Regions from separate parts of the Sus scrofa genome. Here all the other regions are linked to region 1. A link is a contact called in public HiChIP or PLAC-seq and promoter capture Hi-C data. All regions are on one chromosome and are shown on one strand. Each heading gives the region's core, a stretch centred on a gene start, on an enhancer-like site or on the middle of the called end of the contact. The rest is flanking DNA. Distances are from core to core; before and after follow the strand shown. Region 1 holds the start of LUC7L (putative RNA-binding protein Luc7-like 1). Region 2 holds the start of RAB40C (ras-related protein Rab-40C). Region 3 holds the start of MCRIP2 (MAPK regulated corepressor interacting protein 2).

Evidence for each region. Promoter capture Hi-C pulls out the DNA fragments that hold promoters and counts their contacts. HiChIP or PLAC-seq counts read pairs in DNA pulled down with a chosen protein or histone mark.
Region 2: a promoter capture Hi-C map of fetal liver shows a contact between it and region 1, with 2.2 times the contacts expected there. The contact joins the promoter of RAB40C here to the promoter of LUC7L in region 1. A contact is called at or near these places in 1 of 5 promoter capture datasets (fetal liver) and 1 of 2 datasets of contacts at active chromatin or transcription factors (alveolar macrophages).
Region 3: an H3K27ac HiChIP or PLAC-seq map of alveolar macrophages shows a contact between it and region 1. The contact joins the promoter of MCRIP2 here to the promoter of LUC7L in region 1. A contact is called at or near these places in 1 of 5 promoter capture datasets (fetal liver) and 1 of 2 datasets of contacts at active chromatin or transcription factors (alveolar macrophages).

What each region holds. Positions count from the first base shown.
Region 1 is chr3:41,440,712-41,443,728 of Sscrofa11.1, forward strand. It overlaps LUC7L (putative RNA-binding protein Luc7-like 1), which reads left to right and starts at 1,416. Exons shown (of 10, transcript XM_013987737.2): 1 at 1,416-2,171; 2 at 2,997-3,017.
Region 2 is chr3:41,158,646-41,161,820 of Sscrofa11.1, forward strand. It overlaps RAB40C (ras-related protein Rab-40C), which reads right to left and starts at 1,456. Exons shown (of 6, transcript XM_021086911.1): 1 at 1,229-1,456. The coding sequence starts at 1,262.
Region 3 is chr3:41,132,184-41,135,048 of Sscrofa11.1, forward strand. MCRIP2 (MAPK regulated corepressor interacting protein 2) reads right to left here and starts at 1,266. Exons shown (of 7, transcript XR_002342465.1): 1 at 1,150-1,266; 2 at 1-87. METTL26 (UPF0585 protein C16orf13 homolog) reads left to right here and starts at 2,063. Exons shown (of 6, transcript XM_021086912.1): 1 at 2,063-2,354; 2 at 2,514-2,676. The coding sequence starts at 2,158. It overlaps TRNAG-CCC (a tRNA gene), which reads left to right and starts at 1,681; the gene lies at 1,681-1,751.

The sequences.
Region 1 (3,017 bases), core at 166-2,665:
AACTTCAGATACAAAGGTGAAGTCCTGGCCAATGTCAACTGGAAAAAAAGACAAACCCCATGCAACCTGAGCGCTGTGAGTTCAGTTTTACTCAGGGCTTTCTGAGGACTGGAGCCCGGAAGACAGCCTCTCAGCTCTGAATTTGGAGGTGCTCTGAAGAGGAGTTCGGGACATCCGTGTATATATAAGGGGTACCTGCGGTCAAGTTCACACCTGGAAGAAGCTTGCTGCTGGTCCCGAGGAGCGGATATCTCCATTAGTTACTTTACAGCCTTTCGAGGAATGAGAATTGCAAGAAATTGGGCTCATAAAATTTTGTCTTGGAAATATCTAACTCTCTGAAGGCCTGTTCTGCCAGTTTTTCCCGGAACAGAGTGCCTCATTCCTGACCTCCACCCGGACTTCCTTCCAAGGGTGTTGAAGGTCAGCAGCTGCCCTGGCCAGTGACCTAATCCTGTCGGGTCAGTTGGCGAGTGACATTCTTTACTTGGCAGCAGGCTCAAGTTTCTTTTCAAAGAATTTTAAATTTTACTGAAATATAGTTGATGTACCATGTTGTGTTAATTTCTGCTGTCCAGCAAAGTGATTCTTTTATTATATATTCTTTTTCTTTTTTCTTTTTTTTTTTTTTAGTCTTTGTGTCTTTTTGGGCCGCACCCTTGGCATATGGAGGTTCCCAGGCTAGGGGTCCAATCAGAGCTGTAGCCGCCGGCCTATGCCAGAGCCACAGCAAGGCGGGATCTGAGCCACATCTGTGACCCACAGCATGGCTCACCGCAACGGGGGATCCTTAACCCACTGAGGGAGGCCAGGGATTGAACCCTTGTCCTCATGGATGCTAGTCAGGTTCATTGACTGCTCTGTCACGATGGGAACTCCCCCTTCTACTTACTCTTTTCCATTATGGTTTATCACAAGATACTGAATATAGTTTCCTGTACTATACCGTAGGGCCTTGTGTTTAAGGCTTTTGAAGATGGATGGCTCAAGGTGGATTTTTACCCCAAGATGTAAATCTTAGACAATTTTCATTTTTGACAACTCTCACTTGCTGTTTTATTTTTTGTCTTTCAGGGCGGCACCCATGGAAGTTCCCAGGCCAGGGGTTTAACTGGAGCTGCAGCTGCTGGCCTGCATCACAGCCACAGCAATGCTGCATCCAGACCGCATCCGACTGAGCCACACCCTCAGCCTTGCCACAGCTCATGGCAGCGCTGGATCCTTAACCCACTGAACAAGGTTGGGGATCAAACTCACATCCTCATGGACACTAGTTGGATCCTTAACCCCCTGACCCGCAACGGGAGCTCCTGAAATGGAGTTCTTGATATGAGGCAGGATTGTGCAGGATCCCATAGCAGTAAATCAGACATTCTGCAAGCTTTTGGGTGCGGAGGCACTGTAGTCAGGAAAAACAAATAGGCATCTGGATATGTGGGCAGTTCCAGAGGAAAGCATCACAGCCCCTACTGAAGGCTGTACTCAAGGCAGCACTTGTCAAGAGGTTCATTGTCTTTCTTAGATATGGCTAGAGCTGCAGCAGCTTCAGTGGATGGACGGTTGGGAGAGCAGAGGGGGACTGCCACAAAGCCCCAGTCACAGAACCTAACATTTATTCCGTGCTTGCTTGATTTAACTTTAACCAAAGTGCCCAGACAGACACCAATTTTCACAGGTAAAAAACTTAGTCTGATTGTAGCTAAAGTCTGAGAGGTTCACCGCTAGCAAGAACACACGGGATTTATTTTCCTGTTATGGATCTTCACTTCGTTGCTATTTAGTCTCATGTAAGTTGTGGGCCGCAGAGCCTCATCAGTGCTGGGGCTGTGACCCAAAAGCTTGCAGAATGTCTGATTCTGACTGCTTGAAGGTCCGCCCGAGCCCCAGGCTCCGCCCTCCAACTACATTTCCCAGCAGGCCACGAGCGGGCATCGACGCACTTTCTCCCGGCGTCCCCCGCGGCGGGAAGGAGCCGAGCTGGCTCGAGGCTGACGCGGCAAGCTTTCGTCGCCGCCGCCGCCGCCGCCGCCGCCGCTGCCGCCGTCGCCTCCTCTGCCTCCCCAGCTTGAGAGAAGCCTCGCGGCCGTCCCTGCCGCTCCCACCGGCCACCATGTCCGCCCAGGCGCAAATGCGGGCCCTGCTGGATCAGCTCATGGGCACCGCCCGGGACGGTGAGTCGGGGCGGCCGGTCAGGCTTGGGCTGGGGCAGGAGCGAAGCGAGGCCGCCGGGCGGCTTGCGCCTGCGCGGGCGCCCTCCCCTCCCCCGCGCGCCGGGCCTTTGTCTGGGCCGTTGCGCCTCTGCGGCGGCCGCCGCCGCGCTCTCCCCGCCGGCGTGAGTCCCCGGCGGGCTCCTCCGCCGGAGCCCGCGTCGTGGGTGGGGCGCCAGCCGCTCCCCTGTTGACCTTCTGCGATTTCTCCGCCCTCGGCGTCCTCCGCCGCCCCCGCCGCCCCTTGGGCGGGGAGTCGGCGAAGGGCTGCAGCCAGCGTGGGCTCAGATCGTTCGCGGCGGGCTGGCGGAGCGCCTCCACCCGCGGGAGCCGGAGAGGCCTGGTAACCCTGGGCGTTCTTGTTGTGTCCCACTGCAAGGGAAGCCGGAAATTGAGCTTTTCTAACGTGGGTCCATGCCGCGTGCTTTTCCAGCCCCCTTTGCCCAGCCACACAGGAGAGCCTCTGTTGAGCTAGCGCTTGGCAGTCGTTAGGTAGGTTGTGCTGTAGGGAGGAGCGCAAGATCTTGCCGGTTGTCTCAGGAGAAAGTGGTCGCATCTTTGCAAAACTATGTACCTGCTGTGGTGTGCGTTTTCTTTTCTACCGAAGTAATGCAGTTGTAAGTTCACACTGGCACATTCGCTAGGCCGTGCAGATTCCTTGCACTTTACTTCATAGGTGAATAAGTGCTTTTTAGCTTTCTTTGTATATTGAGTTGCTTTTGAATTGCTTCCCATATTTTTATTTCATACAAACTGAACAATTGTGGCCCCTCTATTTTATTTATAAAGGTTCAGTGTATCTTTGCCTGC
Region 2 (3,175 bases), core at 206-2,705, 280 kb before region 1:
TCGTCCAGCCCAAGGAAGGGATGCCTTGAGCCAACGGCCTGCTTTGAGGACGCCCAGCTGTGCACACCTGGCACACCTGGTGAGGCCCCGCGACCAAAGAAAAAGCCCTTCTTCCTCAGGAGTCCCTCGGCCAGATCTCTGCCCCCACGACGCCGCGGGCCCCAGAAGGGCCTCGACAAGCTCGAGCCGCAGCTCCCCCGCCCCGGCCCGAGACGCGAGGCGGACGGCAGGTCGCCGGGCGGAGCCAGGTGCGCGCGGCGGCCCGCCGGCCGGCCTTACCGTTGCTGTAGGCGTACGGAGACTCGGCTGCGCCGTCCTGCAGGCTCTCCAGGATCTCGCCCTTGCCCACGTCGCTGTCGCCCACCAGCAGGAACTTGAGCAGGTAGTCGTAGCTCTTGACTGGGCTGCCCTGCGTCCCCATCTTCGCTCACGCGCGCGCGGGCCGCACCCGCATGCCCACGGCGCCGCGGAGCCCGCTGGCGGAGGCCTCCGACCGACCTGCGTGCGCGGGCGCGGGTGAGCGAGGCCGGCGGACGGCAAGGCCGCTCCGCCCGCACCTGCTCCACCGCCCCCGCTTCGCTTCCCTTCGCCTCGCCTCAGCGCCGCCGCCGCCGCCCCGCAGCTTCCCGCACGGCGCCGAGCAGCCCCGCCACCCCGCCCCGCCCCGCGCGCCACCATTGGTCGTCCGCCGCACCCTTCCCGCGGCCATTGGCCGCTGCGCATATCCGTCAGCACTGCTAGCGCCCCTGCCCCCGCCCCCCCAGCTTCCCATACAGCGCTGCGAGACCTCGGGTCGTTCCTCCCCATCATTGCCCCGCCCCTACGCTGCTGCTGTACGTCGCACGCCGCCTCCCGCGCGGCCACTGGCCCGTGAGCACGTCCATCAAAGCTGCCCCGCCTCCATCGCTTCCCACTCAGTTCTGCGAAGACTCCAGTCGCCCCGCCCCGCCTTCACGCTGTTGCCATTGGCCCCTCGCCTCTCGCTTTCCGGGACCCTCTGATCCGCCTGCCTGTCCGTCAGCATTACGCCCCCCACCCCCCGCCGATTCCCGCAGAGCATCCGAGACTCACCGGCAAACCTGCCCACTGCCCCCGCAGCTCCTGGGCCCTAACACGCCCCCTCCGCTTCGCCATTGGCCACCGCAGCCGATCCTCCCAGAGCTACTGGACCACCTACACGTCGCTCATGGCCCTCTAAGCCCGCCCATCTTGCCCCCTATACGCTCACCAATCAGAAGCTTGGACCTCCAGGTTGTTTGCATACACCCCCTTACTTCCGCGGACTGAGCGGGACGGTGGCGGTCCCCGTTGTGAGGTGACGCGGGTGACTATGGCAGGGCTGAACCTCCTAGAAAGCTGCGGCCGCAGCTTCCGCAGAGACCCGGGCGCGTACAGTGCGGCCCCCCGGAAAGGCGCCCTCCCCACGGAGGGGGCGTGACGAGGGCGCAGTGAGACAAGATCCACCAATCGGCGCTCGGAGCGGCCGGGTAGACGGGACTTCCGTTCCCGCGCCGGGGGCGGGGCCGGGGGATGGTGAGGTGGGGGCGGGCGCCGGGTTTCTTGTGGGGAAGGTGGTGAGTGGGGGCGCGGGTGAGGGGCGGGGAGACGAGGCAGGGCGCGAGGGTAGGGACGGTGAAATGAGGCGGTGGCAGGAACTTGGAATTACCTGGGTCGGGGCGCAGGGGCAGCGAGGTGAGGCTTGGTTGCAGGCGGCGAGGCGGGGACTCCAGCGCAGCTCTGTCCCCGCCCCTCGCGTCTGCCCCGTTCCCTGGGCAAGTCTTGCAGGTGACAGCGCGGCTCTCAAGGCCGCTGCAGAAAGGGGGTCGGCCTGCATGTCGTCCTCTAGCCCCAGAGACGACGGCAGCACTGGCTGTGAGCCGCCCACCCTGGGAAGAGTCGGGGTCAGGCCAGGTGGGGCACCCAGGAGGGCCCAGGAAGAGGGTCCGGGGGAGCCTGTAGGAGGAAGTGACTTTGGGTTGTTTACAGAATGGATAGGTTATGAAAAGGTGTGAACAGTTGTGAAGATACAATTTTATTCTGCAAAATAGAAAGTAAAGCAAAATATACCCTCTTCACCCATTAGATTGGCAACATTACTTGTGGCACCTAGGATGTAGGGTGACAGCTCTCTGGCAGGGAGGTTGGACAACTTAGTAAGTAATTCCATATTTCATTTAGTCGGGAGAAGTTCTCAAAAACAAGCTCATGAATTTCACTGTTGGAGTTCCCACAGGGGGTTAAGAATCTGATTGCAGCTGCTTGGGTCTCTGGGGAGGAATGGGTTTGATCCCCAAACTGGCACAATGGGCGAAAGATCCCGCACTGCTGCAGCTCACAGCTGTGGCTCAGATTCAGTCCCTGGCCCAGGAACTTCCATGTGCCACAGGTGTGGCCATAAAATTTTTTTGGATTAAAAAATAAAGAATTTCACTCTAGGAGTTCCCCTTGCGGCACAGCGGAAAAGAATCCGACTAGGATCCATGAGGTTGTGGGTTCGATCCCTGGCCTTGCTCAGTGGGTTAAGGATCCGGTGTTGCCGTGAGCTGTGGTGTAGGTCACAGGCATGGCTCAGATCCTGCATTGCTGTGGCTCCTATTCAGCCACTAGCCTGGGAACCTCCATATGCTGTGGGTATCGCCCTAAGAAGAAAAAAAAAAAAAAACAAAGCTTGTGCGTGACTGTTCACAGCGTCATTAATCACAATAGCCAAGAAGTGGAAACAACCCAAATATCCACCAACAGATCAACTGATAAACAAAAGGCGGGTCTACCCACACAATGCGTGTTCATCCATAAGAGGACTAAAGGACAGATACGTGCTACACTCCATTTCTGCGCAGAGTCCAGAATAAGCAAACAGGGAGGGAGCAGATGCGTGGCTGCCGGGGCCGGGGGTGGGGGTGGGGGCAGAGGGAAGAGCAGTGAGTGACTGCTTCGTGGGTACGGCATCTCTTTGGGGACGAAAATGTTCTAAAACTGATGATTGTGGTACTACGGGGTAAAGCCATTACAAAAAACGAATTGAGTGGCACCTTTGTGGTGAATCGATGGTACGGGAGATGTGCCTCCCTAAAGCCGTTAAGAATAATCAGGAGAAAGCTGACAAGGCCGGGCCAACCCGGCCTCAGCAGATGAAGCAGCTGGGAGAAGATGCGCAGGAGGTGGGCTCCGAAAA
Region 3 (2,865 bases), core at 16-2,515, 310 kb before region 1:
TGTGCGTCAGGTCACACAGTGTCCAGTCCAGAGCGATGCCTCCAGGGTGACGAGGGTGGCGGGCAGAGGGCCACCTGAGGTCCAGGGCTGGTAAATGGAAGACACTGCTGGGCCTTTGCCCACTTCCTCAAGCAGCCCACACAACATGGGGGAAGCAAGGAAATCTGTGGGTCTCAGGCCCCTCCCCTCCTCTTTTTTTTTTGGTTCTTTTTAGGGCCATACCCATCTCATTATGGAGGTTCCCAGGCTAGGGGTCGAAGTGGAGCTGCAGCTGCCAGCCTACACCACAGCCACAGCCGTACGGGATCCGAGCCGAGTCTGCGACCCACACGGCACGGCAGCTCACCCTTAACCCGGTGAGCAAGGGCAGCGATCGACCCTGCACCCTCGTGGTTACCCACTGAGCAAGACAGGAACTCTGCTCCTCTCAATCTCATCACTCGGGAAGTCTCCAGAATTTTCAAAGCGCTGTCCCAGGAGCCAGGACAAAGGCCGAATAGCTAATTCGTACTCTATGACAATATCACAGCATGGCCCATGCCCAAGAGTGCCATGTGAAGCCCCCAGGAAATCTGGTGCCTCCTGAGGGGGCGAGGAGGGCTGGGGGACCTGGGTGCTGAGGCCTCAGGTGACCACGGGTCATCAGCAGTGGGCAGGGAGTCACACCGAGGGATACCTCGTCTCCACCTTGAGACAGACAAGGTGCTCGGCCAACACACGGGAGGCGAGGCGGAGGGTGAGGAAAGGGTCTGGAGAGCTCAGTGCCCTGAAGCGGGAAAGCCGGAAAAAGGGCCTTAAGGAGAAAGGCCAAAGGCGCGGTCCGGAGGCCTGGAAGCCCGCCCACTGGGCGGAACCGTCCCCGGAGGTGCGTCCAGACCGGCCACCCCCACAGCGCGTCACCTCCCTGAGCTGCAAGATCCTTCTCCCGGTCGGACCACGCTCACAGGCCCCTGTCGCCACCCTGCACGCCCCCCTGACAGCAACCCGAGGCTCACGGCCCATCCCGGGGGCCGTCCACAGAGCGCTCGCCGGAGCGACGGCGGCTGCGGCGAGGCGGGGGTCTCGTGCGAGAAAAAACGCCCAGCAAGGGAGAGGAGCTACGCCGACGGCGGGGCATGGCCTTCCGCCTGTCAACAGCCTGCTTGAGACCTGGGCCCCGAGAAGCCGAGCAGCGAAGCATCTTTGGACACAACAAGTCGGCCTCCCCCTTGACTCAGAGGTCGCCGGCCCCTCGCAGCATCGGCGAAAAACCCTGGGCGCGCGCGGGTCACCTCAGCGTCACAGACCCTGGAGCCGCGCAAGCTCAGTTCCTTCAGGTCGGGCCCGCCCCGTCCAGAGCCCCACCCACCCGTGAGCCCTGCCAAGCACAGACCCGCCCACCCACGAAGCCCCGCCCTCACAACTTCCGGAATGCCTCAGTTGCCATGGTTTTCAAGGCGCGAACGCCGCTCCAGGCGTCCATAAAACCTCAGCCCCACTCCGTCTCCTTGAGGGCCGGGTGCCCAAACGGTACCGCGAGATCCCCGGTCAAGCCCGGTGTTCCTGCTCCTGCTGCGGGCGCGGCGGAGGCGCGTGCACTCTGATGTCTCTGCGCGAGCGGAGCCGGCTCGGCGGGGTGAAGGGGGGGAGGGGATTTGCGTCACAATCTCCTAAGTCTCTGGGAGAAACCTTTAAGCAACAGCGCCGCTGGTGTAGTGGTATCATGCAAGATTCCCATTCTTGCGACCCGGGTTCGATTCCCGGGCGGCGCAGGCTTTTCTTTCTCCGGTGTTTTTTTCCCACCATCTCAAAAAATGGACTCTGATCCTAAAAAGATTAATGAAGAAGAGAAGGAAAAAAAAAAAAAAGACGAGAGAGAAGCATCCATTCTGGTGCGACACGAACAAGACAATTTTGGAACAATGAGCTCTATGAAAATGCTAGGACAGCCACGGCCAGAGGGTGCTGAGCTTTTGGGCTCCTGCAAAGCAATGACCCAAACTCTAGCCCAGACCCTCACCAGAAGCCCCCGCGCGCTGCGCGCCCTTTAAGGCGCGACGCCTGTGCTCATTTTCCCGGGGTGGGGCGGGCGGCGGCTGCGCGGCGGGCGGGTCTCAGACGCGCCCAGCGGCGCGGGACTGCATCGTCACTAGGGCCCCAGGCCGCAGGACTGAAACCATGCTGGTGGCGGCGGCCGCCGAGCGGAACAAGGAGCCCATCCTTCACGTGCTGCGGCAGTATGTGGACCCGACTCAGCGCGGCGTCCGCGTGCTCGAGGTGGCCTCGGGCTCCGGCCAGCATGCAGCCCACTTCGCGCGGGCTTTCCCGCACGCCGAGTGGCAGCCGTCAGACGTGGATCAGCGCTGCCTGGACAGGTGTGGCGGGAAGGCGGGACCCCGGGGGTGAAAGTGGGCCCCGTCCCGCTGCCATGGTTCGCATGCCTTTGTGATTCCTCCAAGCATCTCCTGAGTGGGGGTGCAGGGGCTCAGAAAGGCTGCCCAGGCCACTGCCACCCACGGGCTGCCCTTCTGCAGTATCTCGGCCACGGCTCTGGCCCAGGGCCTAACCAACGTGAAGGCCCCGCTGTACCTGGACGTGACCTGGGATTGGGAGCAGTGGGGTGGGATCCTGCCGCGATCACTGGACCTGCTGCTCTGCATCAACATGATCCACATCAGCCCCCTGAGCTGCACCGAGGTCTGTGGGGCTGTGGGCACACAACCTAGGGGCCACCTGCCGAAGCGATGTGCTGGGAGGGAGCTAGGTGCCAGGTTGGCACGTATGGGAGGCAGGCCATTCGGGCCGGGAGCGGGTGCGGGGAGGTCAGGCTGAGTCTCCAGCCCTGAGCCCAGGGCTCCTGGAGGATCCCGGGGACAGCTCCTCACT